3 separate regions of the Hordeum vulgare genome follow, and regions 1 and 3 are each linked to region 2. Evidence: chromatin contacts called from public Hi-C data. All regions are on one chromosome and are shown on one strand. The core of a region is the stretch at or near the end of the contact, and the rest is flanking DNA. Distances in the headings are between cores, read along the strand shown. Region 1 holds the start of LOC123445490 (7-dehydrocholesterol reductase). Region 2 holds the start of LOC123445491 (phytochromobilin:ferredoxin oxidoreductase, chloroplastic-like). Region 3 has its middle 43 kb from the start of LOC123445489.

The links. A called contact is a pair of places that touch in the nucleus more often than the background predicts.
Region 1: a contact with region 2 is called in a Hi-C map of leaf, with 3 times the contacts expected there. The contact joins the promoter of LOC123445490 here to the promoter of LOC123445491 in region 2. A contact is called at or near these places in 2 of 6 Hi-C or Micro-C datasets (leaf and seedling).
Region 3: a contact with region 2 is called in a Hi-C map of leaf, with 7 times the contacts expected there. The contact joins the enhancer-like site here to the promoter of LOC123445491 in region 2. A contact is called at or near these places in 2 of 6 Hi-C or Micro-C datasets (leaf and seedling).

The regions. Positions count from the first base shown.
Region 1 is chr3H:596,527,934-596,531,672 of MorexV3_pseudomolecules_assembly, reverse strand. It overlaps LOC123445490 (7-dehydrocholesterol reductase), which reads left to right and starts at 2,051. Exons shown (of 14, transcript XM_045122482.1): 1 at 2,051-2,306; 2 at 2,479-2,704; 3 at 2,801-2,856. The coding sequence starts at 2,167.
Region 2 is chr3H:596,666,035-596,669,403 of MorexV3_pseudomolecules_assembly, reverse strand. LOC123445491 (phytochromobilin:ferredoxin oxidoreductase, chloroplastic-like) reads left to right here and starts at 1,725. Exons shown (of 8, transcript XM_045122483.1): 1 at 1,725-1,894; 2 at 2,474-2,593; 3 at 2,877-2,971; 4 at 3,069-3,162; 5 at 3,258-3,369. The coding sequence starts at 1,778.
Region 3 is chr3H:596,409,680-596,413,250 of MorexV3_pseudomolecules_assembly, reverse strand. No RefSeq gene overlaps it. Among protein-coding and RNA genes, the nearest start is that of LOC123445489, 43 kb to the right of the region's middle. Within about 2 kb of position 1,555, at least 1 of the 3 cell types and tissues checked has open chromatin away from gene starts, as enhancers often do. A contact at or near this core is called in leaf, where this site is marked.

The DNA.
Region 1 (3,739 bases), core at 802-3,301, 140 kb after region 2:
GAGATCGACGACAGCTCCGAATCTGGAGCTACACCGCCGCTCCCAAGACCGTGGAGTGCGGATGCCGGAGCTGGACCCTCCTGGTCCGCGCACAACTCTGGCAGGGCTGCACAGTCCGCACCAGCAGTGTGCCGTGTCCTCCCCCCGTCGGCCTCTGCTCCACATGGGCGGCGTAGGGGCCTAGTGCCCGCGCTGCCAGTTAGCACCCACACGCGCACTCCAGAATCGAAGGCGCGCGCCACCCATTTGTGAGAGGCAATGAACACTAGGACGGGGGGGGGGGAGTAGAGCAGTTCGCGCGCCGCCACCGCGGGATGCCGGCATTCGGATAATTCGGTTCGGATTCGGATTCGGGTAACGGGTTCGGGTACCCAAACACCCAGGGTGATCCGTTTGCCGCAAATCTTATGTTCGTTTGCTTCCGATTTTATTGTGCGATGTTAGATCACGTAAATTATTTCGACGTGCATGTGTAAAATGGTGTATGGACATAGGGCGCCGGATATGGGATACGTGGATGTGGAGAAAGAAATTTGAGGCGTGACCGATCAGTGTCCGCGAGGAGCGAGATTTGTAAGATCCAGATGTTGATGCTCTTAATATTTTCTTATCCATGTCTCAAGCCTAAGAATGAATGTGGAGCCGACACATGGCACGAAACGGCCCCATCTCCACAGGCCAGCCACCAAGCTAAGAGATCTGGCTCGTACTTGTGTACGTATAGCAAGGAGCTATACACCACTCGGCTCCACAAGCAGTCGAGCACATGAATTAATTACACGCCACGCCACCCTTTTCCTTTTCGTCCGCGGGAAATGGCCACGCGAACGTCTTGTGGCGGCTGTCACTCATGGTCCCTAACGCTACAGCTCATAAGAGCAAACCAACACAGCTACCTTCGGGTCATCCAGACACAAAAAGTTGATCCAACGAGATAACTTAAATGGATGCGCGTGTCCGTATGTTGTCTGTTTATTGTCTGCCTTGACCCAAATCTAACGCAAATATGAGAACAAATGGGTACGAAGCGGACAGAAACGGACGCTCTCGTCAACGGTCTGCTCGTGTCCGGTCCCACCTATCAGTGACTGCGTCCCGAGCTGGCGTCTACCTCCACAACGACTGTGAGGAGGAGCGAGGCCACATGCGCAGGGGGTTGCCACGCTCACCGGCGAGCCCCTCCTGCGCAGACCGCCACCACACTCGTCAGGGGGATCTCCGTTGTCGCCCTCATCGGCGAGCCCCCCTGCGCAGGCCGCCGCCGCGCTCGCTAGGGGGATCTCCGTCGCCGCGCTCATCGGTGAGCCCCCTACGCAGGCCGCCGCCGCGCTCGTCAGAGGGATCTTTGTCGCCGCGCTCATCGACGAGCCCCCCTGCGCAGGCCGCCGCCGCGCTCGCCAGGGGGATCTCTATCGCCGCGCTCATCGGCGAGCCCCCCTGCGCAGGCCGCCGCCGCCGCGCTCACTCCAGGCCCTCCTCGCCGCTTCGGTCGGGCGCCCTCACGTCCTCCTTCTTCCTGGCCCCGCGCGAGGGACGAGGAGGGACGAACCGCTGGTTGCTGCAGAACAAGTGACGCCGACAAGAAGACATCTTTGGCGGAGGCGTGGCAGGGCGGATCTTGTGTCGCTCGGGTCCCGAATCTCAATGAGCGTAAGGGCACGGCGGCGCGAGGGAGGAGGAGGGGCGTCACGAGGAGGTGCCGGGCGGCACGGGGAAGGCGGGACGCATGGTCTAGCTGTTGTCCACTCTGTCCGCTTTTATGTTCGCGCGTTGGATGCCCGTCGTATCCACAAGTGATCCAAACAAACAAAAGACGAACAAAATCTGTATCCGTTTGGGTCATTGCGTTGGAGTTGCTCTAACCTCCGCATATGCCTCTAGTACCCGTACGAAAATGGCCGGACGGCGAAAATCCGACGCGCCGGGCGATCCGACGGCCCAGGAGCAACCCCTCGACGTGGCCGAGCCGCTCTCCACAGTCTCGTCGTCGCCGTCCTCGTTTTAAAGAAGTGCACGCACACGCAAAGATTCTTTTTTTTTTCCTCCCGACGACAACGACGACGGCGGCGGCGGTGGCCACAGATCCACACATCCTCCTTAATAAACAATCGGCACCCCAGTCCACTCCCCCTCCACGCGCGCGCGAGATCGAGAGGACCAGGCGCCATGGGGAAGCAGCAGCAGCAGCCCAAGCCGGCCCCCGCGGCGCCGCCGCCCCAGCCGTCCAAGACGGCGCACTCGCCGTTGTTAACCTACGCCTCCATGGTCACGCTCTTGTCCCTCTGCCCGCCCTTCGTCATCCTCCTGTGAGTCCCCTCCTCCTCCCTGGATCCGCCCCCTCGGTCCCTCCGCCCGAATCTACGCTCTGCTCCGCTGCCCGGCCAGAGATTTCTGCTGGAAGAACAGATGACCTGCTAGAGCATGCGTCCTGAATCTCTCTCTCTCTCTCTCTCTGTCGCTCGCTCTTGCTCCTGGCAGGTGGTACACCATGGTGCACGCGGACGGATCGGTGCTGCAGATCTACGAGCACCTCCGCGACCACGGGATCCTGGAGGGGCTCAAGGCCATCTGGCCCGCGCCCACCCTCGTCGCCGGGAAGATCATCCTCGGCTTCGCTCTCTTCGAGGCCGCCCTGCAGCTGCTCCTCCCTGGGAAGCGCTTCGAGGGGCCCATCTCGCCCTCCGGCAATGTGCCCGTCTACAAGGTCCGTGCCCGTGCTTCATTCCTGGGAGTCAACCAGACATTTCTGGTGATATATCAGACAGATACCTGCAGCTCATGCTTTCTTCTTTTGTCTCAGGCAAATGGTTTACTAGCATATGCAGTGACTTTGCTCACCTACCTAAGCCTCTGGTGGTAAGGCTACCTAATTTTCTCGCGCGGACTGGACTCACCTACTGATTGCCTTCGAACTGCATCGCTTGTCATTTTGGTGGTTTCTTCCTTGAACAATTGAATGACTTGTCTACTTGTGTGCACTTGCATTGGCCATTTGATGTTTCTGGCAGCGCTATGAGGAAAAACAATTATGATAGCTACTGGTTTTGGACATAGGCATAAATTTACCTACATTTCCTTGTCTGTTGCTTGTCCAAAAATAGTTAACCCAAAATTGTTAGACTCGGTTCCATGCGGCTTTCATGCTGTCCATATCCGTTAAATGTACCAAAATAGGAGTTATCACTAACCTCGCATGCCCAGGCACTCAGGCTCTCTAAACTTGGGCCAGTATGTTGCCCCAGGTCTTTTTTTTTTCAGTTTTCGGAGTTTGATCCCTTACGGCAGTAGTCAGAGATTGACGAACATGTTGCATGCTTTGATGCAGAAGACTATATATACTGTTTGATAGTTTCAGAAAAAGGCTCCTTAGTGTATAGCTGCGTGTTTGAGCGCTGCTACATTGCACCCAGGAGTTTGGAACATGATACAGAGTTGCTTATATCTTGGTTAAACGTTCGCTATAAACTATGCAATGGTGCCTGACAATGTTCAAGTAAGACTGGAAATGCATTTCAGATATCTGTGAAATCGTTTCAGGCTCCCTTTTTCTTCTCTCTCAAAGATGTTATAAGTCATACCTGTGATTCGTAAAATGTTTGCATGCCATATTTTTCTCTTTCCAACTTCTGTGTTCATGTTGGTATTAGTTGTCTTGCATATAGAGCAAAAACAGTGGAGCCTTTGATATTGCTGAACCTTGAATGTAAGGCTTTTTTTAATACTGATGATGGAGCCTTTG
Region 2 (3,369 bases), core at 476-2,975:
GGGGGTAATATAAAGATATCTCAAAAGACACTTTCATCATACTACAAGTTTAATCTGTTCCTATATGTATCTTACAGCCGAACCAGCCGAGCGTAGTGGAGCAATAGTCAAACACGGGAGAAGCACCACTTGCACTTCTTTAAACCAAGAGTCCAGAACCTGAATATTTCCACCCAGTGACCAACATGCTCGGATTATATATGTTCTTCAGTGCCAAGACATTCTTAATCACTGATCGCAGAGCATAATTCGTCAGAGTTTAGCATGCTATGGTAATGGTGTAAGCAGCGATGGAACATGGCACAGCCAGTGATGAGGAAAGCGGGGAATATTCCGAGGAAATGGGCAGATAACATTGTTGTAGTGGTTGCAGCATCCTGCTGGCCGGTGGTGGAGCTGCGCTCTCCGTAAGCAGAATACTCCTAAGCAGGATTTGGTTTCGCTCCATGTGATCTACTTCCTTTTGTACCAAAATGTAATACGTTTTGTTTTGTTTACTATAGGGACAAAAGAACGTCCTATATTTTGTACATGTTCAAATGTGTGTTTATTTATATGAATGTTATAATTGAAATGTGTGTTTATTTATATGAATGTTATAATTGACTGAAAACAAAATTGCGTTCATCTCGTTCGTGTGTCACGTGCCCTATGGGGCCGCCCACCGCTTCCCCCCTTCCTCTTTGTCCTCCTCCCTCCCCCCCCTCCTCCCCGCCCTCCCTTCCCCTATCGAGGATGGATCTCATCGGCGTGAGACTTTCCCTCCCCTCTAACTACCCCTCCCCTCTCCTAGTACTCCCTTTGCAGCAAGCCTTCGTCATTCACCATCCCGTTCTTGTACCGCCATGAGCTGTCGCAAGTGTCTCCCCCGATCTCTCCTCCTCTAATCCAGACCGGAGATGGGGCACATGAACCGGTCATCGCTACCCCCGACTACCCGAAGCTCTTCAAGCTTGTCCCCCTCTTGCCTCCTCCTCCTTCCGATGTCGTTCATCGATGCCACGACACAACGAGTTCTGCAAGCTCTTCAACGCTTTTTGCAACAAGGATCCTCTTGGAATGTCAACATGCATGACCATGAGGCCAAGATGCTTTGTCCTGTTACAAATTAGGGTCTAGAAATGGGGGCTATGTGTTATTTATAACACGACACACTACCAAGTGGGAAAGTATCTGGTGCATCTGTGCTTGTAGTGCTATCGGTACACCGGACATCGTATCACGTTAAAAATATTTAAAAAATCTAAAAAAAAAATGTAGTACATTGACACGACATCGATCTATGTTGTCATAAAATTTCAACTCAAAATTCAAAACGCATTGCACGAGATAAAAAATGATAAATTCGACATTAATGTAATAATGGATCAAATCTAAATCCAACATATGTACGTACTATTCAGTGTCTACTTTGTGTTTTTCCTACCTCGCACAATGTTTCGAATTTCGAGTTAAAATTTTGCGACAATATAAACCGATGTTGTGTGAAATTTTGCGACAATATAAACCGATGTTGTGTGAAATTTTGCGACAACGTATAGGGATATGGTAGCCCGACCAAGTGGCCAAGTTCTGCAAGTTGCTTTCTTCTTGGGGAAAAAAGAAACTGCATTATCACATCAAGATGCGTGCAGTATGGGTTTGTTGGTCGGTTGGATGGATGGAACGGGAAGCCATCCCACGTGTCCTTGCCTCTGCCCTCTCATCTAAGCCCCCTCGCACACCGCAGCGGAGTGTCCAACTCTGGGCTGGGTGGGGAGGGGAAGCAGCAGAGAGGATGAGCGGCGGCGGCGGAGCCGGAGTGCTGGGCGCCGGCTCGTCGTACCAGAGCTTCGTCCGCACCGCGCTGGAGCTGACCCGCCTCCGCACCGCCCTCACGCCGCACCCCTCGCAGGTAGGTTCATGTCCTACCGCTTCCATTTGCTCGCCTTGCTCAGCTCCATGTTCCTCTTTCCTTGCGACCTTGCAATGTCCTGGTTCGGCTCACGCTGCGCCGGCGAGCATGCTCTGCCTGCTCGAGGTGGCTAGCGAAGCTGTCAAACTGGGTGTTGGTGTCGATGCTAGCCCGTGAGGCAGGTCCACGAGTTCAGAACTTCAGATGCGCCTGCTAATTGAAAATCCAGTCCAAAACAGAGAAGCAAAATCAGCAGTGTTGTGATGTGATGTCGCGCTAGTGCCAGCTGAATTTCGGTGCTTGGTCTTTGTCTGACGCCCTGGGGTGGAGTCTGAACGGATCTCCTGTAAACAATGACCCCAACCAAGCACGCACGAGCCTTATTTCTTCAGATGTACTGATAATTATTGACTGCAGTTAAGGTGTTGAGGGTCAGTCCCCGAGTCTGGTATAGGCATTTTTTTATGCAGTTGTCCATCTAGAATGTCTGAAAGTGTAGGTCAACTTGTAACAATATCAGCTGACGCCGGTCATATCTCTCATTACAGAAGATGATTTTGTCATGTGTCATGCTTCCAGGAAAAGTTCAGGCTCATACGAGCCAACGATGATGCTACTGTGCTGGACGCTCTCTCATTCAGCGGCCCCAAGATCAGACTGCTTCGCAGCTTGACGGTCGAAAAGAAAAACTCTGTTCAGGTACTTCCATCTCCGAGTCCAAAGTTTCCTTGACCAAAACCATCCAACAACTATCCTGAAACTCTGAAAGGCCATGAGCTGAAAGATAGGTTTACATGTCAAGCTGGTTATATCTGAACATTACAGCTTTAGTTTGTTCTATCTGATTATATCTGAAGTTTTATAGTATTACAGGTCTAATTTGTTCTATGAATATCGTACAGTCAAATCAGTGGTAATGTTTTTCTGTCGAGATCTCTTATCTCTGTCCAAAACATTACTTATAATGCATATGCTCATGCAGGTTCTTGACTTTGCTGCTTTCTCTGAACCTGAATACGATCTTCCAATATTTTGCGCCAACGCTTTTACTACTCCTGCACAGAGTATTGTTGTCTTGTAAGTGTCATGATATGTATGCCATTCAAGGATCAATTACTGTGCTTAAACTAGAATGTGAATAATGGCTTGAAAAAACTGTTTGAATTACTTGCAGGGACCTCAATCCGCTATATAATATAACTAAAAACAAGGATTACAAAGATAAATACTACAGGAATTTGATGCCTCTTATAGAGAAGTATAGGGAGGTACTTGGATCTTATCCTTCACCCAGATGCATTACCCCAGTCTTCTTCTATTAGCTTTATACATAGAGTGTTATCTTTATTTAGAGAAAATGCAGCTTCTGCCATGGGGTGGCAAGATTACGAGCGAATCTCTGATATTCTTCTCTCCAATCGTGATCTGGACAATATTTGAGCCCACTGAACAAAACCATCATGTTCTGTATTCAG
Region 3 (3,571 bases), core at 306-2,805, 260 kb after region 2:
GAACAAATTTGAAACATGAATAATTTACTAATTTTTGAACAAAATTATTAAATTGTGACTATTATTTGAATCTATGCATAAATTTCTAAATTGCAAACATTTTTCGAATTTTGAATTTTTTTGGAAACATGAAACAAATTAAATTCATGAACAAAATCTCACTGAAAGTGAAAACCATGGCTGGACATGGTGGTGCAAGGACGACGACGGACCGAAGGCGGTGATGCAGGAGATGCTCGCAATCCACGGTGACCACAGACTAGAACCGACCGGTGAGAGAGCTGCCGATTGTCAACTGTAGATGCACAAAGCGGCTAAGGTTAACGAAAAGTGCAAATGGACTTTAAATAACATATTTCCACATAACCAAAAAAATATAGAAAAATTATACATATATAACACGTTGAGGAAAAAGTTCATAACAATACACTTCCATACGTGGCGTATACAAAAAAAATACAAAAAACAAATGAAAATGGGACCTTTTTTGTTGTTCTTGGGCCGGAATTTTGTTGTTTTTGTGCAGCTTGCAAAAGGAAAAAATTTGAAACAAAATTTTACAGATCCACTGCAAATATGTATAAGTTTTCACATATATATTTTTGGATTTTTTTTAACATAGAAATACCATTTTTGAACCTTTTGAAATAAAGTCCTCCAATGCACCTGTCCATCAAAACTTCGCACTCCTAAGGTTGAGCACTATTTGCACAGGTGGCCAACGAGTATGAGTGGCAGATGGCGAGCGCGGGGATGGCTACCACGAATTTTTCCCAATTGTGAACAAAATTTGAAACATGATTTTTTTTTCATTTTGAACAAATTTTGACACTATGCACATTTTTTGAATTGTGCATAAATTCTAAAACAATCAACGTTTTTTGAATTGTGCACAAATTTTAAATTAATAAAGAAAATACAGAAAAATAAAATAAGACCATTTTTCAAATATGTGAAGAAAGTGCAAAATTTAAATATGTTACGGATTGTTGAACAAATTTACAAAACAGGAACAATTTTCTAAATTCCAGAATATTTTTATATTTTTGAGCAAAATTACGAAACAGGATTTATTTTTCAAATTCCCATATAGAATTCATATTTCGGATTTGAAGAACTATCTTTGAAAATTCGGAAAAAAAATTAAAAATCCAAAACATTTTCCTAAAAAGCAAAAACATTTTTTGAATTTAAAGATAATTTTTTGAAAGTGCAGAATATTATTTGAAATTCTAGAAAAGCTTTTGAAATCCAGAACATTTATACAAAATCTAGAACTTTTCTTTAAAATCCATAAATACAAAAACATATTTCAAATTGAAGAACAACTTTTTGAAAATACGAACATTTTTTGCAATAAAAACAGAATAGAAAAAACAAAACAAAAAACAAAATAAAGGAAAATAAAAAAAACGCTTCAGAGAAACTTCTAAAAGTTTCCTAAAACTGGGAAAACAGACTGAGAACCGCTGCGTACGTTCCCAAAACCGGGACGCACTAATGCGCCGATGGCTGCCTCCCGTGTGTGTTATAGCGACATTTCGGCCGGAGCTCCTATGCTGCTTTGCACGCGCCCGTTAACCATATGGCGCCTGCAGCGCTGTTAGCATGGGTCGTCTACTAGCATGATGTCCAGTTTTTTCTCTTTTTTTATTTCTAAAAAAGTATATAATCCAAAAATATTTACATATTTAAACAATAAAGGTTTATACATTGGAAAAAATTTCATATCTTTAAAAAAGGTTCGTCAATTTTGAAAACGTTCATCAATATGAAAGAAAGTTCATTGAAAATGAAAAAAAAAATCATCTAATTTAAAATAAGTTCATTAAATTTTTTAAAAGTTCAATAAACGTGAGAAAAGTTTATCAAAAATTAAAAAAAAACAATGTATTTTTTAAAAAGTTCATTGAACTGAAAAATGTTTCATAAAGATTAAAAACTTCATCCATTTCCAAAAAGATGTTCAAAGTTCACAAATGTTTACAGATATTCAAAAAAATTCGTCAATCATAAAAATTGTTCATTAAAATTTAAAAAATGTTTATCGATATTCAAATAAGTCGCCTGCTCATGAGCCAGGCCGTGTGGCAAGCGCTTGATGGCTTTATCGATTGCCATGCCCTGGTCGCTCACTCAAGGGTTGTTTCATCTCTGATTATCTTTTATAAAAAGAAAACAAATATGTAAAATTTCAACAAAAAATAAAAATCATGATATAGAAAAAATTCTGAAATGAAAAAAATCACGATTGTAAAAAATGGTTCATAAATTTGGATAAAAAGTTCATGGTGATCTGAAAAAAAGTTCACAATTTTATTAAAAGTTCATGGATTTTGAACAATAGTTCAGTCTTTTTGGAAAAAATCATCAACTTTGCAAAAAGGTTAAAAACCATGAAAAAAGATCACAGATTTCAATAATAATTCATGGAATTTCGGAAAAACTTCATTGGTTTTGAAAACAAAATAGTCAAATTTGAAAAAAGCTTATTGAATTTCAAAAAAATAGTTCATCAATTTGAAAAGGAGTTCATCAAATTCGAATGATAGTTCATCGCTTTTATAGAGAAAAATAGCGAAATTAAAAAATATTCACGCATTTATCATTTATTAAAAAGAGTAAAAAATAAGAAAGAAAAATGTAAAAAGAAAAAAACAGAACAAATTCGAAAAACAGTAAGTAAATCAACTAAAAAGAAGGGAATCAATCACGTCCTAAGGAATTGGCCTGGTGGTTAACGCATCGTACTTGAAACCCGCAGCTCCCGAGAGTAACTAGTTAGCAAACGTTTCTTCACAAGCCTCTCAGCAAGCACTTCCATGTACCGCAACATGACGTGTTCTCAGCCGCCGCCACGTGTCGTGCTCTAATTGTTTTTTTCTGGATTTTATTTCTTTAACTTTTCCGCACGCGTTTTTGGTTTTTTAGATTATTATTTTTTTGATCTTTTTTGGTGTTTCAGTTTTTCACCAGTCTTTCTTAGCTTTTTGACAAAAAAATGCGTGAAAAAATATGTTTTTGTTTTTAGCGAGAGTCATGGTTTTGCTTCCACGAAAGGTACAAATTTGCCTTCACGAGAGGCATGGCCGTGCCTCTTGGAAACGAAAATAAAGAATTTTCAAATTATTATTTTGGCGGGAGGCACGATTTTGCTTCCGCGAGAGGCATGGTTTTTTGCTTCCACGAGAGCCACAGTTTTGCCTTCGTTAGGGGCATGGTCGTGCCTCTCGAAAAGGGAAAAACACAATTTTTTCCCCTGAGAGGCACGGTGTTGTCTTCGTGAGAGGCATGACCGTGCCTCTCAAAGAAAAAAAATGCGAAAAAACGCGATTTTTATGTTTTTCCTATCGCGGGGGGTACGGTTTTTTGGTCCGGGTTTTTACATGAAAAAAATCGTCAAAACCTATCAACATGGGATCTAGTTTTGAAGATCTCAACGCGAGAAATCCAACAATGAAAATGGTTTGAGATTTAGACGCACGATTTAAGAGATAAGACATTTTTTAAATATGAATCTATGAAAAAGAGAAAACTCTCAGGTAGCGATAAATGAAACGCATGCAGTGCA